3 separate regions of the Mus musculus genome follow, and all the other regions are linked to region 1. Evidence: chromatin contacts called from public ChIA-PET and HiChIP or PLAC-seq data. All regions are on one chromosome and are shown on one strand. The core of a region is the stretch at or near the end of the contact, and the rest is flanking DNA. Distances in the headings are between cores, read along the strand shown.

Region 1 (4,682 bases), core at 839-3,338:
AATTCAGAACAAAAGAGAAAAAAAAGGACATTCAAGATTTTGGGAGACAGCATTGAATGGGGGACAAACATTTCTATCACTGCCATACCCAGGTCAAGAGAATAAAGTTTAAATGTGTAGAACAGTCATTAAATGAAATGCTAACAGAAAGCTTCCCTAGCTTCAGAAAGGTATTGGACACTCATAAACCGGAGACCTCTGGATCCCCAGAAAAGACATGAGCAGAAAGAACCATCACCATTACATAACCACACTGTCAAGAGGATAGGGCAGCACTGGGGCTACAGCTCAGCGCTAATGCCTGGTTAGCATACTTAAAGCTCGGGGTTAAATCCCCAGAACAGCAGCAAGATAACAGCTAAATACGTGATAGAAAAGAACTGTAAAATCTGCAAAGCACTAAATCACATTTAATAGAAGCCCCATTAGAGTAAGAGGAAATTTCTCAGTAAAAGCCCTACAGGCAAGGAAAGCACAGAATGACATATTTCAAGTCAGGAAAGAAAACAACTGCCAATCAGGATCACTATACTCAGCAGAGCTATTCTTCAGAAATGAGGGGGAAACAAAGATCTTCCAAGATAAGCAAAAACTGAGGAAACTGGGGACTACCAACCTTACCTTACAATGGATACTTCATGGGGGACTCAGAAGTGAAAGAAAGATAACATCATGGGTGTGTTAAAACAGTAATGTTACTAGAAAATACACAAAAGACATATAGAAGAGAATCAGATATTTCAAGCAAGTGAAAGAGGGAAGATTAAGATGAGTAAACTTGAAAGGGGAATATTTATTTATTTATTATTTATTTATTTTTATTTTTAAATATTTATTTATTTATTTTCGAGACAGGGTTTCTCTGTGTAGCTCTGGCTATCCTGGAACTCACTCTGTAGACCAGGCTGGCCTCGAACTCAGAAATCTGCCTGTCTCTGCTTCCCGAGTGCTGGGATTAAAGGCGTGCGCCACCACACCCAGCTTAAAAGGGGGTCATCATTTATGGTTCTAGCCACAACATCTTGTCTTAAAAGATTTATTTTTATTTAAATGTCTCCATGTGTGTACCACATGTGTTTGGGTACTCTCGGAGGGCAGCAGGTAGGAGGGCAGCGGGTAGGTACCAAATCCTCAGGAGCTGGATAACAAATGTTTGTGAGCCACCTCATGTGGGTGCTGAGGACTGAACTTGAGTCCTCTGGAAGAACAGCAGCAAACAGTCTTAACTACCAAGCCTTTTCTCCAGCCCCAGTAACACTTAAAGTGGCTCGTCACTCTCTTTTTTGATCCGTTTACACACGATGACTTAGAGTCCCAAAAATCAGAAGTTCTGGAAAAGCCGGTTTTAGTTTTGGTCCTTCTTGCACTCAACACCAAACAGAAAATATTTGTGCTTAATCCATCTCTTTTTAATGAATTGCTGCAAGAATAGCGTGAGAGACTCGAAGGCCCACTAGCAGACATTGGCCTATCTCTAAAATGAAAAAGAGAGTGGAGTGGAGATTTTGGGTGTAATGAGAGCCTAGTATGTGTTGAGTAGTGCGCTAAATATAGCTTCATTCTTTGTCTTATTTAGACCTTTCCAAAACCCTTATCTGTATGTAATAAAAATTGATGATAGGGGCTGAATATGTAACTTGGTAGGGTGCTTGCCTGTCATCCTGAAAGATTAGGTTCCCTTTCCAACACCGTATACATGGGGTGTGGTGGTAGTGCATGTCTGTAATCCCAACACTCAGGATGTGGGGGTCATAAGGATGAGAAGTTCAAGGTTAGCCTTGGCTGGAGTACATAGGATATTTAAAGTGAACCTGCCCTACTTGAGACACTATTTCTAAGACAGACAGACAGACAGACAATCAAGCACACACATAAAAACTACTGACGAGTCAGGATCAGAATGAGGGAAGCCTGAAGTTACAGCCTGGGTCTACCTGGTCCCTTAACACTGTGGCCAGTCCTCCCTTTGCATTCGCGCGCAGGCCCGTCCCGCGGCGCTCGCGTGACGTCATCACGCGCGGCCGTGCGGGCGCCCTCGGGGCTTTTAAATGAGGCCTTCGTAGGCGGGCAGCAGTGAGTTCAGCACAAAACGTGTGTGGAAGCGTCGGCTTTTCTCGGGGGCCAGAGCCGCTTGGGACCCTGAGGTGGGCGGAAAGGCGGCTGCGCGCCGACTCCGGCTCGTCGGGAACGCGAGGGGCGGGAGAGGGAACATGGCGACGCGGGTCTGAGGCAGCGCCTCACCGGACTTTGCTCACAGGCCTTCCTCGGCGGCTTCCCTCACGTGTCTTCCTCGGCGGCTTCCCTCACAGGCCCTAAGGCTTTCCTCATTCGACCCCTCTCCTTCCCCGATACTTTTGTCTCCCTTTGCTTCTCTGTAGTTCCCTCCCCTCCCCCTCAGCCCCACACTCAGGGGAAAGGAGAGGTAGGTGGTAGGCGGAGAGGGACGCCCCTGAGACCCCATAGGGACCCAGAGGCCAGTTCCTGCATTGGACTCCTAAGTATCTCAAGGCCGCACGGGATGACAGGGACAGACACCCAGCGTGAGTGAAGAAGTCAAGCTACAGCGTTAATTCCGATGACACCTTTAAAGGTGCCTGTGAATTGTTTTCTGGAGTTGCTCGCACCTGAGTGTCACAAGTGCAAAGTTCTCTTTGAAAAGGACACGGTCCCTGGGATCCAGAGAGCCTTTTCTGTGTGCATCGCATGTCATAGACCGCCTCCATAGCTGTATATAACTAGAGGAAATGGAAACACGATTTGTATTGGTGGTAAGGGAGTGAGGGGAAGGGAAGACAGCCCTGCCATAATGTAAACAATGCGAGAACACAGGGCACCCTTCTGGTTTGGGGTCTTACTAACTCAGCTAATGTTGAGGCTAACACTCCTTGCATAAGTTAAAGGGAACGGATCTTTGCTACAAAGAATCGTTCTGCCTGCCTGTGTGTTTTAGTCACTTGAGGTAGATGCTAATCAAGCAAAGGCTTTTTATGACCCAAGGTGATATAGGTTTGATCTTGACCTTTTGTTTGTCTTCAGTTAACTGTAGACTCTAGGAAGGATCCGACCCTCACTCTCTGGGAGCCTTCACTGCCCAGCTGAAATAATTGTGGGCTAGAGTGAAGGAGAATTCTAGGAAGATGAGCTCTAGCATAACCATGAGTGAACCAAGGCTGAACTGGTGAGTTGGTCCTCTTCCTGATCCACTGTGAAGGAACAAGCTGGGGATGGTGGGTATCATAGGAAAGGAGATTTCTGGCCTGGAGAGATTTTATAATTTTTAGCCACCAGGGTCTCAGAAATTACCCTGTTCATATACCAAGTTTGTTGAGTTATAGCTGACTGATTTTTAAAGATTTTTTTTATTATGTATATGAGTACACTGTAGCTGTCTGCAGACACACCAGAAGAGGGCATCAGATCCCATTACAGATGGTTGTGAGCCACCATGTGGTTGCTGGGATTCGAACTCAGGACATTTGCTGAGCCATCTCTCCAGCCCCCTAGCTGGAAAGATTTCAATTCCTAAAATGACAACCTAACACTCAAGTTCTTAGTTATAATTTTATATCATTATTACAGTTTTCTTGTGGAGAAGTGCTCGAATTGTTGTCAATATTTCAGTTTAATTCCTTCACTCAAGTAACATTGACCATAACGTATCAGTCTCAATTATAATGGGATATTTTGGGGTGGGGTGGGGGCTGGGTCTCTCTGGTCTCCAGGCTTACCTGGAGCTCACTATGGAGATCAGTCTGGCCTTGTACTCAGAGAGATCCACCTGCCTCAGCATCCTGAGTGCTGGATTAAAGGTGTGTTCCACCATGTCCAACCTGTACTGAATCATTTACAATTCTTCCTAGTACTAGAACTAGGTATTCTCATGATATCTAGGTATTCCCTAGATAGTTCTGTGCTGTGCAGATGCTCCCCCACACCTCTGGCACTGTGATACCAAAGTGATTTTGAAGTGTTACAGTTTCCATTCCCACAGATTAATCCTTAAATTAATCTCAGTACTTCAATTCTTTATTTCTTTCATTTAACCAACATTGGCTGTATTAGTCTCAAACTAATTTTGATATTATAGAACTTATCACTTTAGAGATGGGTTTAGGAAACACCTGTCATTCACCCCATTTATCAAGTCAGATCAAGTTAACAGTAAATAGGAGGGCCAGTGTTTTCACTTGGCACAATAGTACCCAAATCAAAAATAAGTTGTTACATTTTAACATTACCATTCATGCCAGAGGTGAGCCCTGGCCCTGACAGACCCTTGATTAAATGTCATTCTGTCCCACCTTTACTGTTCAAGCTTCTGAAGTTATTTGTATACTACAGGAAAACAAACTATGGACCTTGAGAATTTCACACTGCTCCAAGCTTAAAGCTATCTAAGAAGTAAAACATGTAAATACACAAGATCTGGTACATGAAATTATACTGGCTAGGAGGTGATTGGGAAAAGCTGGGGTAGAGGTTATAACTTACAGCTCTAACATTATGCTTCTTTGTCTAACATGAGATTTTGAATTGTCGAGTACAAATAAATTACTTTATTCCACAGGGATGTTACACCCAAAAATGGCCTTAAAGCATTTTTCTCTCCAGAAAATTATAAAGACCATTCCATGGCTCCAAGTTTAAAAGAACTCTATATTTTGTCTAACAGGTAATATTCA
Region 2 (4,682 bases), core at 988-3,487, 100 kb after region 1:
TGTTTGTTTTGTTTTGGAAGTAGGCTTTCATATTAAGAAGCAAGAAACCAAGGCAAGGGATGGGCATCAGCTGGTAGGTGATTGCTGGAGCATGCATGAAGCCCCGGGCTTGATTCCTAGTAATTCCGACATTGGGCATGGTTGTGCATCTATTATGCCAGCACTTAGGAGGTAGGAACAGGGGAATTGGAAGTCCAAGATTATCCCCAGCTTCATGGAGATGAAGGCAAGCCTGGGCTAAAAATTAAATAAAATAATAAGATAAATAAAAAGAGGGAAATCTTAATTGGAAGCTGAAGGGAAGACCCCAAAGGTCCCATATCCCCTTGGCTTGATTACTGGACAGTGGAGAAATGATGATGTGTAAGAATCTTCCTCAGAAGATGACGTTTCCAGCATGCAAATTATTAGTAGCCAGAGCTAAAGCAGGGGAAACCAGGCTTACAAAGTAGCTAGTTACATTTAGCAAGAAAAATGATTTGAGGACAAAAATCCTTTAGATCAATCTTGAGCCTTCCAAGGACGCCAGCGTCTAGACTTCTCCTCAGGGCTTGATAAGTGGCTTGTTTCTTTGCCTCCTTTTTCTATCGATGATTGAGATGAAAACTCTGGTGCCAGGGAGAAACAGGGAGGGGTGGGGAGGGACACACTGAAGGGGAAGAGAGAGAAAGGGGAAGAGGAAAGGGAGAAATTGAAACATCTCCTAGCAATGAGGCAGAACACGCTGCAGCCACCAAGTCCTAACTGTTCATTCTATTTATTGAGAAAAGCCTGAGGCCTGATTTCTTTCACTCCCGTACGTTTGAGTAAGCAAAGTTTATAGAGATGACTTATCTCATTGCGTTAGAAGGGTGACTTGCTATCTCAGCATCTATAAGCAATCTGAACCGATGTTGCTGGGTGAAGAAAGGCTTTTGTAAATATATGTGAAAGATGCCATCTCGTTGGGTGTTAAGTTGGAGGTACCCAGGAAAAAAATATTACATTTGTGCATTCAATTAGCTTTCTGTGGAAAGACTGAAGCATCCTTTGTGTCAGCAGGTTTCCTGTGTGTGAGAGAAGCCCACTCGTCCCCTCTAATGCCCTCTTTTGCATTCGTGCCAGTCCACGCCATGCGTTCCTAATCAGAATGTGTAGCTCAGTTCTTCACACTAGAGTGAGAGGTGTGAGTAAGCCAGCAGCCACTCTGTATGGGTATCCTGACGGTGGTGCACATGGGTGTGGAGAGCCTTCTGCTGCATTCAGTTCTGAGCAAAACTGGGGGGCATCATCAGGAGTGGATGTGAGGCCTCTCAACCTACTTCCTGGATGCTCTCCTTCTGGGGTCATCAGGATGCTGTGTAAGCATATATAGATATAGGTATTTATGTATATATGTATATGATGTATATGTGTATATACACATCTCCAGGATAGCCTGCACTATACTGAGACTCTGTCTCAAAAACCAATAAGAAGAGAAGGAGCTGGGATTATGTCCCTGAGGTAGATCACTTGCCAAAGGTTTATAAGGACCTAGGTTTGATCCCTGGTTCTAAAACAAAGAACAAATACCAACACCACTACTATCTGCTTTTGGTTTGGTTTGTGTTGGATGCTCTATTCTAGTTTCATTGGTGTTGCAGTGATAAAATACCCAGATGAAAAGCAAGTAAGGGATAAAAGGGTTTTATTCAACCATACAACTCCAGGTTATAGGCCAACGTGGTTAGGAAATCAAGACAGGAACTTCAAAATGATAATCATGTCATGCTGAGTTGAGAGCAGAGAGCAATGGATGTACACATGCCTACTCACTTGGTCATTCGTTCTCTGCTTGCTTTCTCTACTTTTACACTGTTCTGAAACCATCTACCTAGGGGATGATGCTTCCCAGAGTGGGCTGGGTCTTCCCACACTGATTAGTGAAATTAGTGAAATTCCATAACAGACATACCCACAGACCCTTGCATATAATGTCTTACTGAGACTCTCTTCCCCAGATGATTTTAGGTTGTATCAGTTGATGATTAAAATTAACCATCACATAGCTGAACACCTTTCCCAGAGGCAAATTTACATGGTTGGCCTTATTTTGAAACTCTAGTGAAAGCACAGTCTTTAATTAATGGGATATGAAGAAATAGAGGAAGGTCAGGGTACAAGAGGGCTTTCTTGGCCTCCTAAAACCACAATGAAGTAATTTGCTTTGTATAGCCGTGTATCACTCAATGGCTGAACTGTTGAATTTAGTTACTTCAGTCACTGCTGTGACAAATATAGAAGTTAAAAGAACAGGGGATTGTGGGATGGCACACTGGCAGGAGTGTGGGGCAGCTGGCAACAGAGAGACACAGAGAGGAAGAGACAGAAAGAGAGACAGCAAATGTGAATGCTGGTGCTCAGCTCGATTTTTCCTAGTCAGTAGAATGTTCCAGCCTAGGGAATGGTGCCACCCAAATTTTAGAGTGCCACCTACTTCAATGAACTTAATCTAGAGTATTCATGGCAGATATGCCCAAAGGCATGTTTGCATAGCAATTTCTTTTTTTCTTTCTTTTTTATTAGATATTTTCTTTATTTACATTGCAAATGTTATCCCCTTTCCTAGTTTCCCCTCTGAAAATCCTCTATCCGCTCCCCCTCCACCCCCTGCTCGCCAACCCACCCACTCCCACTTCTTGGTCCTGGCATTCCCCTATACTAGGGCATAGAATCTTCACAGGACCAAGGGCCTCTCCTCCCATTGATGACCTACTAGGCCATCATCTGCTACATATACAGCTAGAGCTATGAGTCCCACCATGTGTTTTCTTTGGTTGGTGGTTTAGTCCCAGGGAGGTCTGAGATACTGGTTAGTTCATATTGATGTTCCTCCTATGGGGCTGCAAACCCCTTCAGCTCCTTGGGTCCTTTCTCTAGCTCCTTCATTAGGGACCCTGTGCTCCATCCAGTGGATGGCTGTGAGCATCCACTTCTGTATTTGTCAGGCACTGGCAGAGCCTCTCAGGAGACAGCTATATCAGGCTCCTGTCAGCAAGCACTCGTAGGCATCCACAATGGAGTACTACGCAGCTATTAAAAACAATGAATTTATGAAATTCTTAGACAAATGGATGCATAGCAATTCCAAATGAAATCAAGCAAACAACAAAAATCACTGGGCTTGGGCGATGGGTCAGTGGTTAAAAGTGGTTAAAAGTGGTTAAAAGTGGGGTTGCATTCCCAGCATCACATGGTTCTCTAGGTCCAGGGGCGTTCGCAGCCTCTTTTGGACTCCTTGGGTACCAAGCATGCACATGGTGCACAAGCATACATGAAGGTAAAACACTCACACACAAAATAATAACATAATTCTAAAAGTTTCTAAAAGATTGATCATTATGGGTGTTAGAGGAACTTCCTCGCTAGGTAAGATTTGGCGCTACATTTCCCACAAAGGGTGCAAATCAAGACAGTTTACAGTGGCACTGGATAGTGCATAAGCTTATGAAGCAGTACTCTTTAATCTTATAGGTGACTGCTGGATACAGCCGAAAAGCCATTTTAGGATGTGTGGCTGTGTTTAGGACGATCACCAGCTCTCCCTCAACAGGCCCCTTTCCACTGCTTCCATGTAGCCAAACCATGGCTCTCTGACACCGAGAATTTAGCCACAAAGAAACAAATCTGGCTGTGGGGGTGGCTGTTACTGTAAATAGTAGGAACTTCCCTGGCCCCTTGCCTATTACAGCTGAAGCCTATTTACTTTCAAGTAGCTGTCTAAACACTAACTATATGCTCCAGAGGGAGGCAGACCCACAGTCCCAAGCACTCAGGAGGCTGAGGCAAGTTGGGCTCTTCAGCCAAAGAGTTGAAGGCCAGCCTGCGCAGTATAGGAAGACCCTGTCTCAAAAAAAAACAAAACAAAATTAATCATAAAATTCAAGAAGCAGGGGCTGGAGAGATGGCTCTGAGGTTAGGAGCACTGGCTACTCTGGCAGAGGACCCAATTTTGGTTCCTAGAACCCACATGTCAACCTCCAACTCCTGCTGCAGGAGATCCAACACCTCCTATGGCCTTCACATGGCACACAGACATGCATACAAGCAAAACACTCATGCACATAAAATCAAATTGAAATGATTTTAAACGTTTTAAGATGTAGCAAGGAGCTGGGGAAGGAGCAGATAAATGTTTAGGACGGTACCACCAGGGGGTTCAAAGTTTACTGTGGATCCTTGAGCTTGGGCAGTCATCTTGGCTGGAATCTGAAATGTCTTTCACAAGCACACTTGAGACCCGGGTCTCAGGTTGTGGTGGCATTTTGAAGGCCGCGGGGCTTATAGGAGGTGGGGTTTGGCACATACAGCAACAGACACACAGACACACAGACACACATACACTAACACATATATACCCAGAGGAGGGGAGAGACAGAGAACAAGCCAGCACAGAATACACACACTTTCAAATACTCGTCACAACATACAAATATATATGCAAAGTCACATAACAGAAAACACACACACACATAAACGCACGCACGCACATCACATATACATTTTCACACACTAATATAAACATATTCACATAAGAAAACACACCTCACATTGCACTTATACAAACTCACACACTAGCACACACACATACAAACCCACACCAGAAGGCACATGCTCACACATGCAAGATATACATGCTTATGCACACACATATACACATG
Region 3 (4,682 bases), core at 1,063-3,562, 98 kb before region 1:
TGCCACCTATATGCTGTGATAGTCAGATTCAAGCTCTTCCTGTCAATCAGGTGTCTCGGGTGGTGAATCAGCATTTTTTTTTTTTTTCAAATACCAAGATGCTGGCAGCCACAGTTAACCAGAGAGGGCTATGCTGAGGGTTTTGGGCTTGCCAGTTTGTAGTTTCTCAGAGGTACATACCATTGGAAAACCAAGACACTTGGCGACACACAAAACTATCTGATCCCACAAAACATTGATTGGTTAAGGCCCACTCTTATATCTATGTGTGAACATGGTTTGATTTCAAGTAATCAAAGAGTTAACAATAAAATATCTTCACGAGTGATCCTAGGACTGGTTCCTGAACCTGGAGTAAAGCTCCTAACTGGAGCCTGTAACAGGCAGATTACTGAGTCCCACCTAGAGATGGCATGGTGGAGTCAGTGTTGGGTCGGGCCCCGAGGGCGGATTTAATCAGCATCCTGGGTGTTTCTGATACAGGCGGGCATCCTTGGGCCTCAATTGTTACACCCTTGTGTTCTAAGCTGTCAGCTTTGGGGTAGGCGGTGGGCTGCTCTACTCCCTCAGTGGTTCCTAGAGACCATCAGTCCTCGCCATCACATGGAAGGCATTTATCTTGTGTAGAGTTCTGTTTCTGGTGATCTGGGCCAAAGCCAATGAGTCAGTATTCACAAAAGTTCTTTTGATGGTCGTGAGGGTTAGATCAGTTTGGAAAGCCCTATTCTGGCCTCCTAACTGAGGTCTAAAGCGAAGCTCCAACAGTGAATGATCTTAGGGTAAACACAGGCTTCCTCGGGGTCCTCTGAAGAGAAATAGAGATGGGAACCCAATGTAAGGGATTTCTGTCATCACTTCAGTAACAGCCACACTTGGAATCGTTTTCTGTGGCCTTGCTAAACACTAGCATGAAGGAGGAAGTGGGTGGAATGTTACCCCCAGATCTCTTAACCCCACGTGACCTAAACAGGAGAGGGTCCTGAGGCAGTCTAGGCAGTCCAATAAGGGCGCTTATGATAATGGCAAAGCTCTCTACTCCTTTTCCTGAATGACACTGTCTGGAGTTCTGGCCTCTGTTTGCAACATTGACTCCAGACCTGTATGTGGGAACTGAATCTCCCAGAGCAGGTGGGGGAGTTGGCCACAGAGTCCAGCCAACTCTAATGGAAACAGCAATGTCTTTCCTGTGTTACCTTTTCTATCTTTTTTTTTTTAATTTAATGTTATTTTTTTCAGCAACAAAGTAAAGATTCCCTACTCCTAAGCTCTTCCTCAGCACTTCCTATGAACAAAAGGGCCTTTCTCCGGCCTAAGCATCCTCTCAGTGTGTCTGCAGTGGCCAAGCTGGGGGAGTGGGGTTAATGACCAGACATCCTACCTCCTACTCCAAATGACCAGACACCCTGTCTCTGATTCCAATAACCAGACACCCTGCCTTTTGTGTAGAGTGAGTTTTCATCTGGAAACGCCAGTAAAGTTGGACTCTGAGTGGTGTGGAGGCAGACAACACTCCAACTGACTCTGGCCCTGGGAGGTGGTTGTGCAATATACCTACCCCATTGCTTGGGGCAGCTTCAATGCTGTGGGCTACTCAGACAGTGGTGACCATGACATATGTAGTCTGTGTCCTTGGTGAGTGTATGCTGTGGTGGGTAATGTTTGAGTAAACATGCCAGCTGCCTTCATATAGGTAACTCCAGCAGCACAACCAGTCTGACAGAAGTAGGATGGCTTGGTGGATGAGCAAAAAGAGAGCTCAGTCACAGGCTTTCCCCAAACCTTGCTAAACGCCCTGCAGCAGGCCTAGAACGGATCTCAGAGGCTCTCTGGTCTCTCAGCACCCAGTATTGTCAGTATATTAGACAGGATGGAACTTTCAAGGTATACAGGCTCTTAGGGATTAGAGAGCTGGAGCTTTTAAAACTTCACACTGCTTACAGAGGACCTGAGTTTTAGTCACAGTGCTCATGCCAGGCCAATCAACCCAATCCAACACGCTCTACTGGCCTCCTGTACTCATGTGCACATACCCCCCACACACATACACACACACACACACACACACACACACACACACACACAGACATGTACTTAAAAGTCAAATTTTAAACAATATATGTGTATTTGTGTGTGCGTGTTCTATTTGAGATTCTGGTGATTTTGGTCTGATGGCCTTGGTGGATCGCATGTGCTGGTAAATTGTAAGCTGCATAGATGATTCTGATTGAGAAATCGCTTAAGTTCAACACCTTTATTTGATGCATGAGTCATCTGGGCCCCCAGTTGCCACACGGTGTTGAGGAGTGGAAAGCCCCAGCCTGCGTGTGGAGGGAAGCGGATGAAGGCATGGGCTCTAGTCTGGATCTGCTGCATGGTAACTGGCAGGTTTTCTTCGCTTGCCTTCTTGCCCTGTTTGTAAAATTAGAAGGTTGTGATTGACAGCTGCCAAGGTCTTTTCCAGAGTTCATGTTTCTATAAGAAAAAAAAATGTTTCCGTTACAGTTGAAAGGTGGGCTGGGGTCTCTCGTTCAAGATGTAGGAAAGGCACACAGAAGCCTGCTGACTTCTTTACTCCCTGTCCCCAACTATAACTGCTTAAGATACTTCAGTCGGCTAACCAGCTCCTTTTGGAAGTGAAAATTCTAAGGTAGAAAGAGGTAATTACTAATGCCAGCTATTTAAATACATTTTAAAACAAGAAGGCTTTCATTAATATTAACAAATATGCCTAAACTTAGTTCTGGCAAATTACAGCCCTGCTTTATCAAGTTCTAGCCCAAAGCCTTTTCCATTTTTGATGGTTGAGTTGAAACCTAGGAGTGGGGTATTAACTGAAAAATGAAGACCACCAAACAGCCTAAACCACTGTATTCCACCGTGATTGTATTCCCAACGGCACACTAAAGCCCCAGATCCCTAAGAGATGTAGTACACCCCCCCATTTCTCCCCAGTGATTAGCAGGCAGAAATGCTGTGCCTCCTGGGCCACCTGCTTAAAAACAAACAAACAAACAAACAAAACAACAACAGCAAACAGAACCAGAAGGAAACATGGAGATCTGTCCCTACTTCATCTGAAGCCAGAAATCCAAAAGAACTTGAGTTTTATTACAATGTTGATCGAAGGAGAAGGGTCTGTTAGACACCAGTTTCCTGTGATGTAAGTGAGGGTTGGGGTGAGGGGATGATATTTGACATTTCCAGAAGTGATTAAACAAAGTTTGGAAAGAAAAATCTGATGGGAGTCAGCACGTGAAATTAGAGTTGTATCTTCAACAGCTCCTTTAAAGACTGAGCACATTGCCTGTTTCTGGTTGGGTAGAAATTTAAAGGGAAAGCCAGGCTTCTATCCAGCAGAATCGTCTTAACAGAAGTTTCCTGTTTCCACCACTGCAGAGAAACAAAGTTGTTACAATGAGTTAAGATGGTTCAAACTTTTGGCAGCCTCTCCGCAGGCCCCTGCCGCCGCCGCCAACTCTTTTACAGTTTCTGTGTCGTTTCAAATGGTTGCTTAGGAGAAATACTGACCAAACTCCTCCTTTTGACTACTAAAATGGCTCAGAGAGTTTCTCGGGATGTTTTTATTTGCTAGAAATTTGTTTTGCAGTTAAGCTTCTCTTGTTGAGGGAGTTTGGTTACCAGCCATCTGACGATGCCTCGCCTCGGGGTGTTTACAGAAAACGTGGGTGCTGCAATTACATTGGAGCACAGCCCTCCCCCACCACAGATAGCATAGTAATCAACAGGAATGGGAAAACATGTATTTAAGGATTTGATGCTTGTAAAAAAGGGGCTGTAAAGGAACATGGTTGTTCAGATGTGAGAAGTGACTGGCGGCTCTCCTTATAGGCATGCTAGTAACAATAAAGTCTCCAAGTTCAACATCAAAGTCATCACGGTTTACTCCACCAGTGACTTGCACATCAAAGGGGAGCTTAAGACAAAGGGAGGAATGCTTTACCTCATGGCCAGATCCTTTAGGGGAGTGGGGGGTGGGGGGATGTGGCTTGCAGTTCCTCACTTCCTAAGGCAGGGCAAATGAGAACCAATTTCCCTCCTACCACTTGCCATTTACTTAGGAAAGATTCCTCACAGGAGAGATCGGATCCTCTTCCTTCAGGCAGCAAACTCGGTACCAAGGTGGGCATCTCAAACTTCACCTAATATGCCACATGAAATCCCCCACCAAATAGGACAGTTTAAACTGGGTGAGCTTGTAGTTGGTTGGTGAATTACCCTTGACAACATAATTTGGGACCTCGGTTTGCAATCTCTCTTCTCTCCTCCTCCTCCTCCTCCTCCTCCTCCTCCTCCTCCTCCTCCTCCTCCTCCTCCTCCTCCTCTCCTTCTCTCTCTCTCTCACTCTCTCATTAACCTTGTGGGTGGAGTCTTGCTGAATCAGACATGTGGTACTTAACAGGTGTGTGTATGTGTGTGTGTGTGTGTGTGTGTGAGAGAGAGAGAGAGAGAGAGAGAGAATGAAATTTAGACCTGTTAAACCAGCTCTTAATTAATCACCGGGTCTATGTCCCTGTTCCCCAACTCATGTCATGTATATTCCAAAATGCTGAGCTTAGAACAAGAGTCAGGAGCTGAAGACACACACACACACCCCTTGAATATTACATTGAAAATAAAACCAGCCATGCAAGTATTAGGGATGGTTTGAAATGATACGCTCT

The links. ChIA-PET counts read pairs in DNA pulled down with a chosen protein or histone mark. HiChIP or PLAC-seq counts read pairs in DNA pulled down with a chosen protein or histone mark.
Region 2: a contact with region 1 is called in an H3K4me3 HiChIP or PLAC-seq map of bone marrow-derived macrophages, with 2.8 times the contacts expected there. The contact joins the enhancer-like site here to the promoter of Ice2 in region 1. A contact is called at or near these places in 26 of 39 promoter capture datasets (the 3T3-L1 cell line, 3T3-L1-derived adipocytes, the C10 cell line and 16 more), 1 of 15 datasets of contacts at CTCF or cohesin (CD8 T cells), 10 of 484 Hi-C or Micro-C datasets (8-cell embryo, the G1E-ER4 cell line, bone marrow-derived macrophages and 5 more), 26 of 115 datasets of contacts at active chromatin or transcription factors (the HPC-7 cell line, the NIH/3T3 cell line, the SCID.adh cell line and 19 more) and 3 of 9 other capture datasets (adipose tissue, liver and macrophages).
Region 3: a contact with region 1 is called in an RNA polymerase II ChIA-PET map of effector CD8 T cells, with 25 read pairs. The contact joins the enhancer-like site here to the promoter of Ice2 in region 1. A contact is called at or near these places in 4 of 39 promoter capture datasets (the 3T3-L1 cell line, 3T3-L1-derived adipocytes, hippocampal neurons and 1 more), 1 of 484 Hi-C or Micro-C datasets (embryonic stem cells), 5 of 115 datasets of contacts at active chromatin or transcription factors (the SCID.adh cell line, effector CD8 T cells, embryonic stem cells and 2 more) and 1 of 9 other capture datasets (adipose tissue).

Annotation. Positions count from the first base shown.
Region 1 is chr9:69,395,910-69,400,591 of GRCm38.p6, forward strand. It overlaps Ice2 (interactor of little elongation complex ELL subunit 2), which reads left to right and starts at 2,089. Exons shown (of 16, transcript NM_145618.3): 1 at 2,089-2,144; 2 at 3,037-3,178; 3 at 4,568-4,672. The coding sequence starts at 3,138.
Region 2 is chr9:69,497,589-69,502,270 of GRCm38.p6, forward strand. No RefSeq gene overlaps it. Among named protein-coding and RNA genes, the nearest start is that of Mir3109, 43 kb to the left of the region's middle. Within about 2 kb of position 2,238, at least 2 of the 459 cell types and tissues checked have an H3K27ac peak or open chromatin away from gene starts, as enhancers often do. A contact at or near this core is called in bone marrow-derived macrophages, where this site is marked.
Region 3 is chr9:69,298,184-69,302,865 of GRCm38.p6, forward strand. The region is part of intron 2 of Rora (RAR-related orphan receptor alpha); the gene reads left to right. It overlaps Gm46153 (a long non-coding RNA gene), which reads right to left. Exons shown (of 2, transcript XR_001779364.2): 2 at 2,237-2,472. Among named protein-coding and RNA genes, the nearest start is that of Gm46153, 5.0 kb to the right of the region's middle. Within about 2 kb of position 2,313, at least 58 of the 459 cell types and tissues checked have an H3K27ac peak or open chromatin away from gene starts, as enhancers often do. A contact at or near this core is called in the SCID.adh cell line, adipose tissue, effector CD8 T cells and 1 more, where this site is marked.